Regions from separate parts of the Rattus norvegicus genome. Here region 2 is linked to region 1. A link is a contact called in public Hi-C data. All regions are on one chromosome and are shown on one strand. The core of a region is the stretch at or near the end of the contact, and the rest is flanking DNA. Distances in the headings are between cores, read along the strand shown. Region 1 holds the start of Nup155 (nucleoporin 155). Region 2 holds the start of Nipbl (NIPBL, cohesin loading factor).

Evidence for each region. Hi-C and Micro-C count contacts between places; a contact is called where the count stands out from the background.
Region 2: a contact with region 1 is called in a Hi-C map of liver, with 4 times the contacts expected there. The contact joins the promoter of Nipbl here to the promoter of Nup155 in region 1. A contact is called at or near these places in 2 of 12 Hi-C or Micro-C datasets (both in liver).

Annotation. Positions count from the first base shown.
Region 1 is chr2:58,926,255-58,932,776 of GRCr8, forward strand. Nup155 (nucleoporin 155) reads left to right here and starts at 2,348. Exons shown (of 35, transcript NM_053952.2): 1 at 2,348-2,569; 2 at 4,707-4,844; 3 at 5,754-5,850. The coding sequence starts at 2,416.
Region 2 is chr2:59,290,345-59,296,866 of GRCr8, forward strand. It overlaps Nipbl (NIPBL, cohesin loading factor), which reads right to left and starts at 2,933. Exons shown (of 46, transcript NM_001427698.1): 1 at 2,503-2,933.

The sequences.
Region 1 (6,522 bases), core at 1,098-3,597:
CTATGTATTTGTATACTGTTTGCCTCCTCCTAAGGAGAGGTCAGCTTTGAATATGAGGAAGACAAGGCTTTTTAGAGCTCAGCGGGTAGGCTGTTGTTTTAGAACAAAATCTCATGTGTTTGATTTTACCAATGAAGACTTGGGAGTCAGATGCTGGGGTTTAAGCCTGCTGGCTCAGAGACAGAGAAAGCACCTAGCTGACTGTCTTCCTCAGCTGATAATCCAGAGCAATGCCCCCCCCACTCCCACTAAAAAAACAAAACAAACGAACAAAAAAAAAAAAAAAACCCTCCTGCCAACTGAATGTCCCTCCCTTCTACTCCCCCTGCCTCTCAATGGTTTTTCTGGACACTTGCTCTGCCTCTTGACCTATGGTTGACTTCATTTAATCCTATTTATAACATTCAAGCAGAAAGCTCTTGAATTAAAGGTATATCCTGGGGGTTGGGGATTTAGCTCAGTGGTAGAGCGCTTGCCTAGCAACCGCAAGGTCCTGAGTTCGGTCCCCAGCTCCGAAAAAAAGAAAAAAGAAAAAGAAAAAAAAAAGTATATCCTGAGGCTGAGCCACACCACAACTAAAAGCAGGCTTCCCCCAGACACTAACACAATATCAGGGTTCACAGTGTGATCAAATAGCCTGCAACGGTAGGGGGTCTGGTGGACAAAACAGGCGGTATTAGAGGAGTGGAATGTAAGCATAAGTCAGTTTCCTCCTGAAACAAAGACATGGTTGTAAGGTGGGCATGACAAGGTAATTATAACAAGGTAGGCATAGGTGGTCATAGAACCTTTGTTTGTTTGGTTTTTTGAGAAATGGTTTCTCTGTATAACAGTTCTGGCTGTCCTGGAACCTCCTTTGTAGACCAGGATGGCATTGAACTTAGAGATTCAGTCTGCATCTGCCTGCCAAGTGCTGGGATTAAAGGCACGCACCACCACCTCCTGGTCATTTAATAACCTTTTGAAACAAAGGTAGGGTTGCCAGATGATTACAAACAACTTTTTGGAACAAAGGCATGAGCTCCATTCCTGGAACAAGTGTTACAGAACCATTTGTAATTAAGGCTGGGAGTTGAGAAAGAGAGGTTTGATCATAAACAGGAACAAAGCTTGTTTGTTTTTATTATAGATGGCTTTTAAGCCTAAAATGAAGGCAGGCTGATTCTTCAAAAGGTCTCAGTACATAGCCCAGTCTGGCTTCCAATTACAGGAGTGTGCCTCTATGTCTGGACTTCATGATTCATTTACTTTGTCTCTGCAAAAGTGTCTTAGTTTGTTATTCCCAACAGTAGGCATGGTGCTCGACACAGTACCTATTCAGTTTCCTAGAATTATATGATCTGTTGAATGCATACATTATTTAATTATCAATCCTTGTACTTTGAGATGAGAACAGATGAATTAGATGAGTGCCCTCCCAAGGCAACCTGGGTAAAAGCATACAGCAACAGCAAATACTTCTTTTCTTCTTTTTCTTGAGACAGAGTCTCAAGTTTACTACAAACTTGCAACACAGCCGAGGATGATCTTTAACTCCTTATCCTCCTGCCTCCACTTCCCAAATTCCCGGCTCCACCTATCACACAATAATCTCCCTCCCTGACCCCGTTTTTGTTTTGTTCGAGATCAGGATCACATTCTGTACATGAACTCACCAAGTAAACTCACAGTAATCCTTTTGCCATAGCCCCCCAAGTACGAGTATTAACAGGCGTGAGACACTCCCCAATGGTGACCTCCAACACAAAAGATTTCACAGTGATTGACCACAAAGCCAATGACAGAGATATGCACATGGAAAAAAATCCAATGAACTTTTAATTCACCCTATTGTTTGAAATGCTGTGAATTTTTGGCTCAGAGGTAATCTGTTTCTAGAATCGGGACCAATTTCTAACTCTTGTTAGAAGTCATTAGGGAACCACGATAATGGATGGATGTGTGCACTCTTAAGCAGAGGCAGTCGCCGCATTCCAAAGTGGGGGTGGGGCTCAAGGCAAAGGATCAACACGCGCGAGGTCACCACCGCACAGCGGACTGCAAGCACCCACCAGCAGACTCCTGCCCTGGGAGTTCCTCCTTCCTTCCCCTTCCTACCCCGCCCAGCCCTCTCCTCCAGTCCCCTCCCCTCTCCTTTACCTCTCTCCCCTTCCCCTCCTCCCTACCCCAGGCAATCTACAAATTCAACTCTAGTCTGCTCTCTCGCTCCTTCCTCAAAGTCCAACCCTCAACCGCTTCCTTTTTCCGTCCCTGAAACGGCGTCTCAGGGACGAACCGGAAGTGCGTCATGATCTGGCGCCCAGTTATTCGTTTGGCGCGCGCGTCCGAGAGGAGGATTTTGGGTTCTCTTGGTTTTTCTCACGGCTCTTCGCGGCTTTGGAGTATTTTTGTAACGCGGTGACGACGATTGTCGACATGCCATCTATGCTGGGCTCGATGATGGTGGCCTCTACGTCGGCCCCCTCCCTGCAAGAAGCTTTGGAAAATGCGGGGAGGCTTATCGACCGACAGTTGCAAGAAGACCGCATGTACCCGGACCTTTCTGAGCTGCTCATGGTGTCGGCCCCAAGTGAGTGATCGGTCCATTGGATTGGACGCTCTGTTTCCCCGCTAAAGGATTCTAGTCCGATTCAGGGGTCTTAGTCCTTTTCTGTACACTGGTGCCCGCGTGGATATTCAAAGATTAGGGCTCGGTTTCTTGAAAATATGACGAACAGCAACCACCTTTATTGCTTATTTTGTCTTGTCTACACTTTGTTGACTGTAGATACTCGAAGAGGTAAAAGCAAGCTCATTAAATCCAAATGAGAATAATCTCCTGGTCCATATTCCATTTCTGTACATTTCTTGCTGCAATTATGAGCTACTCAGAAAAGCAAATGAGTTAAAATTTGGAAATCTGCCATGTTCTCTCAGTTATGTCACGTGAGATTCTGGAATTGACTAGTAAAGAAATATAGGAGTCAGAATTTGGCTGACAGAGAATAGAACAAAGTATATCCGCCAACAAAGGAGATAACTTGGAAGTATTTGCCTTAACTTTAAAACTTGTAACCAGCTAAAGCTTTGTGGAGTTGCATTAGTTGCTACAAAATGTTTCTAGTGAGATGAAAGTTGGAGAAAAATAGAGAAATATAAGATATAGATGAGACTTGTGAGCAAAAAATGGGGGTAACTTAAACAGAATAATCAATGGAAAGTAGACAAAAGTACAAGTGTAGGAACTTATAAAAATCTATTAAGAGTTTTTTTTTTTAATTAAACCAGAAATACTAGAAGCAGCCAGGCAGTGGTGGTTCATTCTTTTAATCTCAGCCCTTGGGAGGCAGAGGCAGGAGGATTTCTGTGAGTTCCAGGCCAGGCTGGTCTACATACAGAGGGAGCTCCACAGCAACTAAAGCTACACAGAAAAGCCCTGTCGTCAAAAACTGAAAAGAAAAATACCAGAAGCAAAGCTATTCTTTGAACTTGACAACTGCTAACAAATGAACTTGCCTTATGAGTTTGACCTATTAACTGCTGTTGTCTTGATTTGTGTGTCCGTGTGTCGTCATCACCCCTCCCACCATGCTTCACTTAAATGTGTGATCTCTTTAAATGTGTGATCTCTTTAGTATGCTTTCCTTCTCACACTAATCCCCTTCTAGCATTTTTTTCCCCTCTGCCTAACAGACTCCTCCTAGACAGGTTTTCTCTGTGTGGCCCTGGCTATCCTGGAACTCCAAGAGATCTGCCTGCCTTTGCCTGGGGAAGTGTTGTGTTAAAGGCATGGACATTGAAGCCTGGCTCCCAGTTCTTAGGGAAAGACTCTAGTTCTAAGTCAGGCATGGTGGTGAATGCCTTTCATTTCAGCACTTGGAGGGCAAAGGCAGGAAGATCTCTTTGAGTTTGAGGTCAGTCTTTACGTCTTAGTGAGTTCCAACCTGACCAGAACAAAAAAGTTAGACCCTGCTCCAAAAAAAGGAAGTCTTTAGTTTCTTTGACATTTTTCTGAACCATTCTGAGTCTCACCGTCAAAGAGGTTATTCTTCCCTTTTGTATTTTCACTGCAGTTCCTATGAGCATTGTTCTATTGAAATTGTATTTTGGATTAAGATTTATTTTTAGAAAGAACCCAGTGAAGAGGGAAACAGTTATGTAAGTGAACCATGTTGGGGCCAGCATACCCATGATTCAGTAATCAGTATTTTTTTTTTTTTTTGTTATTTTCTTTATTTACATTTCCAATGTTAGTATTGACATACCAGAAGAGGGCATCAAATCCCATTACAGATGGTTGTAAACCACCATGTGGTTTCTGGGAATTGAACTCAGGACCTCTGGAAGAGGAGTCAGTGCTCTTAACCGCTGAGCCATCTCTCCAGCCCTAACCTTGAATTTCTAATCCTCCCGATAGTTAAGAGTACAGGCATATGCCACTCTGCTCTGTTTTATGCTCAGCTGGGAGTCACACCCAGGGATTATTGTCTCTAGACAAAAGCTGCTGAGCTTCAGTCCCACTCTTGATAACTTTTTCTCGTTTTGAAACCAGTAACAGTCCCATCCTGTAACAGTGAGATTTCTTGGGTCCAGCTTGTGACAGGTCAGGACTCCTTCTTTTCAGAGACTTTAGAGGCACTGGGGTGACTTGACTTGCTTATCTATTTCTGGTTAATGAGTGGCATTTTATTGTTGTATATAAATGCTTGCTTTTATCATTTTTGTAGACAGTCCTACTGTTTCTGGAATGTCTGATATGGATTACCCTCTGCAAGGACCAGGTCTACTGTCAGTACCGAGCCTTCCAGAGATCAGCACCATCCGAAGAGTTCCCCTCCCGCCTGAGCTGGTTGAACAGTTTGGACGTATCCTACTGCTTTGGATTTAGCTAGTTGATAACTATTAGACTGTGCTCGCTTCGGCAGCACACGTACTGAATGAAGTTGGATAACTGTTAGGTTAGTCATTTTCATGATTATAATTCTTGCTCTATGTTTACATAATGTTTGTAAGTTATTTAAGAGTTATCTGGAACATAAGAGTGCCTGGGTACTTTGTTTTCTTTCTGTTAGATAAGCACTTGTGTGGTGGCGCACACCTTTAATCCTAGCACTTAGGAGGCAGAGACAGGTGGATCTTTATGAGTTCAGGTCCAGCCTGGTCTATATTAGTGAGTCTAGGACAGACAGACAGAACTACATAGTGAGACCCTGTCTCAAGAGTGAATGGATAGTGGAGTAGTTGGCATGAATAAATATGGTGGTACATGCCTGTCACCTCAGCAGTCAAGAAGATGAGGCAAAAGGATTGCAGCTTTCAGGCTAGCCTGAGCTAATAGTGAGACTGCCTCAAGAAAAAAGAAAACTGTTGGCAACTGAGAAGATTCAGCAGTTAGAGTACAGGCTGTTCTTATAGAGGACCCACATTATAGGCCCAGCACCTAAGTGGCTCACAACTGTCTGTAACTCCAGTTCCAGGGGCTCCAGTGCCCTCTTCTGGTCTCCATGGGCAGACAAATGGTACGTAGATAGACATGAGGACAAAACACATACATAGATGTGTGTGCGTGTGTGTGTGTGTGTGTTTTAAGGGGAGAGGGAAAGAGAAAAGATAGCAATGTGGACAGAAGCCTCATGGGTACCAGGCAAGCTCTATATCACTGAGTGGTAAATCTAAAAGATTGTTTTAAATCATAAGTTTTAGTCAAAAGCTATTGAACAGATTGAGAAAAACAATAGTTGAACTCTTTGCACCTTACATTCATGCTTCCTCAGACATGCAGTGTAACTGCATGATGGGTGTTTTCCCTCCTATCAGCAGAGCTTGGCTTACAATTGACAGTGACATATTCATGTGGAACTATGAAGACGGGTATGTATGGAAGGCCGGTTTGGGACCCTCCTAACCTCTACTGTCTGTTGCAGCTCATGTTGTGCTCATCTGAAGTCAGTGTTTGCCAGTGCACCGCAGTCACCTGGTGGTGGGGGTGGGCGTTGAAGTGTGGGCTGGGGCTGGGGAGCTGGCTCAGTGGCTCAGTGCTGGCTGTGTGAACAAAAGCCTGAGCTCTGATGCTGGGGTCTTACTGGCCAGCTGATGTAGCTAAAACACTGAACTCAGCTTCCGTGAGAGAGGTTGTCTCAGAAGTAAGGTAGAGAGTGAGAGAAGACACCCAACATTGACCAACCTCTGACTACACATGCACACACATGCACACTCATTCACACACGTGGATTCTGTTTGTAGCAATTTCTCGAACAAGGTTCTTGGTCTTAGTGCTGCCAGAGCCTACTCATGGCAAGCACTCCACAGAGCTACATTCCCCACTACAAAATACCACTCTTGTTTTTTTGTTTGTTTGCTATTTTTTGTTGGTTTGAGTGTTTGCAGTCCTGGGGATTAAACCTAGTGTCTCATGCATGCTAGGCAAGCCTTCTCTCATTGAGTAATGTTCCCAGCTTCTGAAGTACTTCTCTTGAGAAGCAAGCATTAATTCCAGGTTGGTAGTCTGTAGAAAAGACTATACACTGGTATTTTTGAGCCATT
Region 2 (6,522 bases), core at 1,683-4,182, 360 kb after region 1:
TGTATTAAAGGGAGGAAGTGCAGCAAAAGATTTTCACTGGTGAGTCTCTCAACCAATACAGGTGACATCCAACAGACTGACACCTGCAATCTTTCATGAAACAAATTGTTCTCTCCAACTAAATTATCCAAAAAGTTCAAGGACTGAGTTTTCCCTTTTAAAAACAATCTATTTAAATTAAACTGAGCAAAGCAGAAATATTTTCAAATTACTCTCAAGAACTGTTTACATTATCTTATGAAAGCACCACTAACTGAACATTACTTACAAACTACAAAATATGTAGAACTCAAATAATAAAGAAAGGACTAACTGTAACCTAATTCCAAAGACTTAAGAAAAAAATACACTAATATCTACTAGACTGATCCACACGTCTGCGTAAGACTCCTTGTAACTTATAACCCTGTAAATAAAGTTGCTTCTGTTTATGAAAACTAAGCAAGAAGAACTCTTTTCCCATTATCTTTCATGGAAATAAGTTCATCTCTTGACATACAGTTCAAATAAAAGTTGAACAGATAATCACAGAGCCTTTAAAACAGTTTTTCTTTTTCTTTTTTTTTAGTGACGCCTTTACCCAACCCTTTACACGCCCCCGCCCCCAACACCAAACTGCTTTCTCAAGACGGGAAGTCTTCCTCACTTCAGCATTCCCTCCTGGCATACCCCCCACTACACCCCCCCCTTCACCCCCGTAGGCCTGAGGCCCCGTAGCAAACAGAGTCTAACAGGAGCAGGCAGCACAAAGACAGGAATGGGAGATTAGTGGGAGGGAGGGAGGCCGGGATTGGGGCTCAGCAGGAGCTCCAGGCTTTTTAAAATTCAAACTGCTCCCGGACCAATACAAATCACGGACACGCTACTGACTACTACACGGATTTATAGCATTAAAAACATGCCTAGTACGTGACAGCTATATTAACTTCACTCTTTTAAACATGTATCCATACGTTTGCAGGAAAGGTGGAGCAATTTTTTGTAAGCAGCATGTTAAACTCCAAAGTAACCCGCAGAAAAGTTATTTATTCTACAGTGACGAAAACTTAATGCACGGAATATTTAAACCAATATTTTAACCACTACTATTAAAAGAAAGGACCTTATTGAACAGTGTTGCTTCCTTTTAACAAATGAGTTTTCCTTCGGCGAATATGAAACAAAGTATCAAACGGGACATTTCTTTTTCTGTGCAATTTATAAGTCTGAGGACTTTAAAAAAGGTATTTCCGTCTTTCACTAACTTCCATTCCCAAAGCCGCCAGAAACAAGCTCCCAACATCTAACTTACTCGTGAACTAGAACTTGTTAAGATACAGAACTGATATTTTTCTCCAGCATTTACAGATACATTTGACCTATTAAAATGACACCTCGCTCATTACACAGTCAAACATCATAGTACAAACAGCCAATGACAATCCTGGGACTCAAGAAGATCTGCCCTGACAAGAAAGGATGGCACCTTGTGTGTGTGTGTGTGTGTGTGTGTGTGTGTGTGTGTGTGTCTGTGTGTCTCGCTTTAAACCTCCCAAAGATTCTAAGTGTAACTTAATTTCTATCCTCTGAAAGAAAATAGGTTTCATCCTTATCTCGGCATAAGCTCAAAACACTTAGAATTCTTTGTATGCCTGCACACGTTTAGGCTAGAAAGTATCAGAGAGTTTTATGTAGTCATTTAAAATTATCCTTACATAACAACATACAAATACAAAGTGTCGGAGTAAACCTGTCAAGTTCTTTATACTTGGGTCTTTGAATAAAAAGTCCATGTGCAACCACACACTGTCAAACAACATAAAAGCTCCTGGGCGAGGATGTGCAGTGTGCACAGCGCTATGGTTTTCTGTATTAAATATACATGTGGACGGTTTAATCCTTTTACAAAGAAAACGAGTCTTTATTAACTTTCCAACGTCCAAACAAGTTTTGCAGAGAATTACCACTGTAGCCGTGTCTGAGTATTTACATTTGTTTCACTAACTGAAACTACTTCCTCCCTTCATGGGGTCACAGGGGGAAGAAGGGGGGTTGTTTGTTTCACTGGGACGTTCCCCACTCCCGGACCGGGAAAGTTGTAAATATGGGGACGATCGGGGCACATTTGCTGATAGTTGTATTGTTTCCGCCTCCTCACTAGCTACGGCTCCTCTCCCGGGCGAGGCCTGTCACCGACCAGCAGTCGCTCCGCTCAGCCCGGAGCTCTCCTAATCCCCGAGCTCAAGTAGATTCCGCTGGCCCGCGGCCTGCACTCTCCGCCGGGCCTACGCCTCCCCGGCCGCCCGGCAGGAGCCCGGTCCCCGTCACCGAAGCCGGCCGGGAGAGGGTACAAAAACCGCCGCCACCCAGGGTGGCTGCCGCCGGAGAGGAGCGAACTCTCGACTCGCCCCGTGGAAGAGACCTGGGGCCGCTGAGGAAACGGCGGGGAGGGGAGCGAGGAGGAGAAACGCTGAGGACCTGGCGCCGGCGCCGCCGCCGCCGAAATAAAGAGCAGGAATTTACCTGGGCGAATCGGCGTCTGAATCCGAGCGGAGGCCGAGGCCGCTGTGGCGAGAGACTATAATCCGGGCCGGGAGGGGGGGTGGCTACGGCTCCTCTTCCGTCTCCTCAGTGCAGGGAACATGTAGAGCCGGGGGGAGACCAGCCGAGAAGACAAATCGCTGCTTCTTCTTCTTCCTCCTCCTCCTTCTCCCACATAGAAACACTCACAAACACCCGACCGGGGGCCCGAGCTACCGGGGGGGCATCGCCGCGGGCCCAGGAACCAATCCTCCTGTCGGCGGGGGCGTCCCTCCCTGCGGCTTGGTGGTGTCGGGTGAGTCGGTACCGACGGAGGGAGGGGGGGGAGGGCGGGCGGGGGGAAGGAGCCCTGTGTGTGTGTCTCTCTCTCTCGTTCCGTCTCTCCCTCTCAGAACAAAATGCCGACCGGAAGTGCAGCTGCAGGAATGACTCCCTCCGCCGGCGCCAAACACTAACAACCACCCCCTCTTCCCTACTCCACTTCCGCCACCGCCGCCGCCGCCGCCGCTGCTGCTGCCGCCACTCGGGCTCGCAGCTCTGCCTCCGCGCGCCGGCTCCCGCGGGCCCGGAGGTTCGGCGGCAGCGGCCGCGACAGCTGCAGCAGCAGCGGCGGTTCTTCTCAGTGCCCTTGCCCTGCTCTGGACGGCCGTGGATACTGCCTGTGGTGTCGCTCCTGCAAGGTGGCGTCTACGCCGCTGCTCGGGTGACCGGCTTGATTTTTTCCTGGAGGCGACAGCAGCAGGGCTCTGGTCCGGTGTGGTGGCGTGAGGCCGGGATCTCCCTCTCTCAGGCGCTCCGGGTCTCATAGGCCCCAGAAGGCGGCGAGTCGAAGCCGCGCTGCTCTCCCTGACTCGCGGGCATCAGCCCGGGGGAAGCCGAACTCAGGCGGCCAGCCCGTGGATGCCGACGGTGCACCTTTCAAGCGGGGTTCCTGCAGCCGTGATGGATGGATCGAACGCCCACCCTCTCCGACCCCGTCCCGGGGGCGGCCGGACCCTATATCTGTCTGTGTTATTTCTACGAAGACCACAGTCCTAGGAGGTGAAGGCTCCCAGCCTAGCTGAGTTGGAATCGTGATCGTGGTGGTGGTGCATTAATTCTGGAAATATGCGGGTGCTGCTGGACTTGCCTCTTTTTCCCCCTTTTGGCGATGGTTTTGATGCCTCCCTGGTAGTCGGGATAAGGCCTGTAGGCGACGCTGTGCGAGCGAGGAGCGGGTAGCTCTGGCGCTGCGATCTAGGTTGTGGGTGGAGCCCAGGCCATCCGGACGCCGGACACCAGAGCTCGGAGACCGGCGCACTTCAAAACGTCGTTTTCTTCTTTATGTTTGAAAACTCAGAGGCTCTGGACAAGGCTGGAGTACAAAATGTGAACACGCACAGAGTACCGTGCCCGTTCGTAGTGTCTTACTGTAAAACAGGAGGTCATTTCATCGCCACACTGTTCTCTCTCTCTCTCTCTCTCTCTCTCTCTCTCTCTCTCTCTCTCTCTCTCTCTCTCTCTCTCTCTCTCTTTTGTATAAATTGTTAGGGGGCTTATTCTTCAGGTAAAAAGTGCCAGTAGGTAAGCAGATTTTACTGAGGAGGAACCATGCTATTTTTTTAATAAAGTAAGTTGTCAGCGTTAATCGTTTACTTGTATATGCACAGATATGCAAGAAGTATGGGACAGCTCGCCTACAGGTTATTCGTTTGCTTTAGAAGTCACTGGGGGTTAAGTGTTAAAGATTTTGTCATTCCTGCTCTCCAGACACTAGATGACTATCGCGACCAGAGGTAGTTAAGTCAGGGCGGTGACCTCGGCCCAAGGAGTCCTGCGAGTGGGGGAAAAGGTCGGGACTTGGTATCCGTGCAAATAGAACTGTGACCATAGGACTTGCGGCGCCCTTATCTTCAGGGTTTTGCTCAAATGTCACCTGGGTGCCTCCAGCGCTTCTGTTTACCTTCCCGGTTGGTGGCTTCCTTCTTATTTTATCCTCAGGGCTTTCTATCTTGTCTTACTCTTTCCCCAGTAGCCTTCAGGGCTTCAGGAAATGAAGTTTAGCTTCCCTTCGCAGGTGCTCTGCATCGCGCACTGTGAATGCCTCTGACATTTCTAAACTCTACCCTTTAATATGAGCTTATATATACCTAACAGAACTTTTATGAAAGATGGTGAAAACTAGAAAAATGTATAGATGGAATCGAGGTAAGTTTATTAGAGGTCAGGAGAAAGCTCTCTTCTAGACATTGGAAAGCTCATAAAGATGATGGCTTTTAGGTTTCTCTAGATGGCATGGCAGAGGCCCGGGCATTTGTTGATCACGTGGCCTTGCCCCTAGTGGGCTAATTCATATTGCTCTAGTGACTCACAAAACTGCATTCTTAATCCTGCCTCCCTCCCTCCCCACCCCCTTTGCAAAATACATGCTATTTTGACTGAACCGAAGTCTAAGAATTTGGTTGGCTCAGCTCAAATACAGTACTATTGGAAAAGTTCATTCAGCAAGTATTTAATGGTGACATAATGTATGCCAGGCAGGCACTGTGATTCAGAGGGTGTATGTTTCAGAGGTTAGTGAGCCTGGTATAAAGGACTACCTACACATGGGAACTTTGGTTACTACTTAATTATGCTGTCAAAGCAAAAGCTAGAGGGATTTATTTTTTAAGTTTTCTGAAATACAGGTTCTACGGAAGATGAGGGTTAGCCTACTGTTGGTATTTTCTTCACCATTGGGGTTGATGTTTCTTTAGATCTAGTTACCTTGTTGTAGCACTTGGTATACTCATTAACTGAAAGTGATTTTTGAAAAGTACAAATGTAAGAAATTTTATTTCCTAGTAGCTGGAAGAGTAGGTCTTATAAATTTAATTTAGCAGTAGACTGGAAGCCGTACAGAGAAGCCTTTACTTCTGTTTCTTATTCTTACATCTACAGAATGTTTTGTTTTACATTTTCAGAATTTTTAGACAAGAATACTGTTTTAGTAGCTCTCTTATACCCAGTAGCATAAATTATTATTATTTGATATAGTCAATAATCTGCTCGGTATTAATTAAGTTTGAGAAAAGATTCAAGGAACTTACAAGTGGCTTAGAACGTTCTTCATGAAGTTTCAAAATTCCGTTTTCCCACGGAAGCAGACTTATTTATCCTTTCTTGAATGTTGCTGGTGAGCTACTGATTTTGCGTGCTTCAGGTACAAAATGCTGTTTGGTACAAAATCTTGGCATTTAAGCTAAACTAATATAATTTTGTGTGTGCATGTTTATGTGTGAAAGAAGCTGTCCACCTTACTTTGTAAGCGGTTTCTTCCTGGGAGTTGGGGGTCTGTGAGTAGAGTAAACTAGGTAGTTTAAAATTCCCAGGGATCCACCGCTCTTAGCTTCCCAGTGCCTTGATTACATGTATGTGCCACCATGTCCACTACTGTGTCCAGCTTGCTGGGGACTGAAATCAGCTTCTCGGGTTTGCAGTTTACCGACCGAGCAATTTTCCCAGCACCTAAAATTAATAACTTTAATTTATTCCCTCAAACCCTACTGAAGATTTATTAGGTGCTAATTAGATCTTTCCTAGGCACCTCATATAAAATAAGGAATGGAAGCCGGCAAGGGCTCACTTCCTTTGAAGGTTTTTCTGATAACAGAATTAAATAATTTCAGTGTTTATGAGTATTTCTTCATAAAATCAATTAAGTATTTTGCTTGCCTAAACTTAAGAACCTTCTTATATTGAGACAGGCCCTCACTATATGGCTCAGATTGACCTCAGTCCTTCCATCACACAGTGGCTCCAAACTGAGATGTTCCGTGGACTCAGTTACTCCAGTAGTGGTGAGGGTTTCTTGATTTTGGTTGTCTATTTGCCTAACACCTGTCTTTCTCAACACTGCTAGTTTGTTTTGCTTCTACATCGTTAGCTCGAAAATCAGTTGACTTGCACCTTGCATTAAGGGAGTGAGTTTCTTGACTCAGTTTGCTGAAAGTGTTCATGTATATTCCCATTTGTATTTTTAGT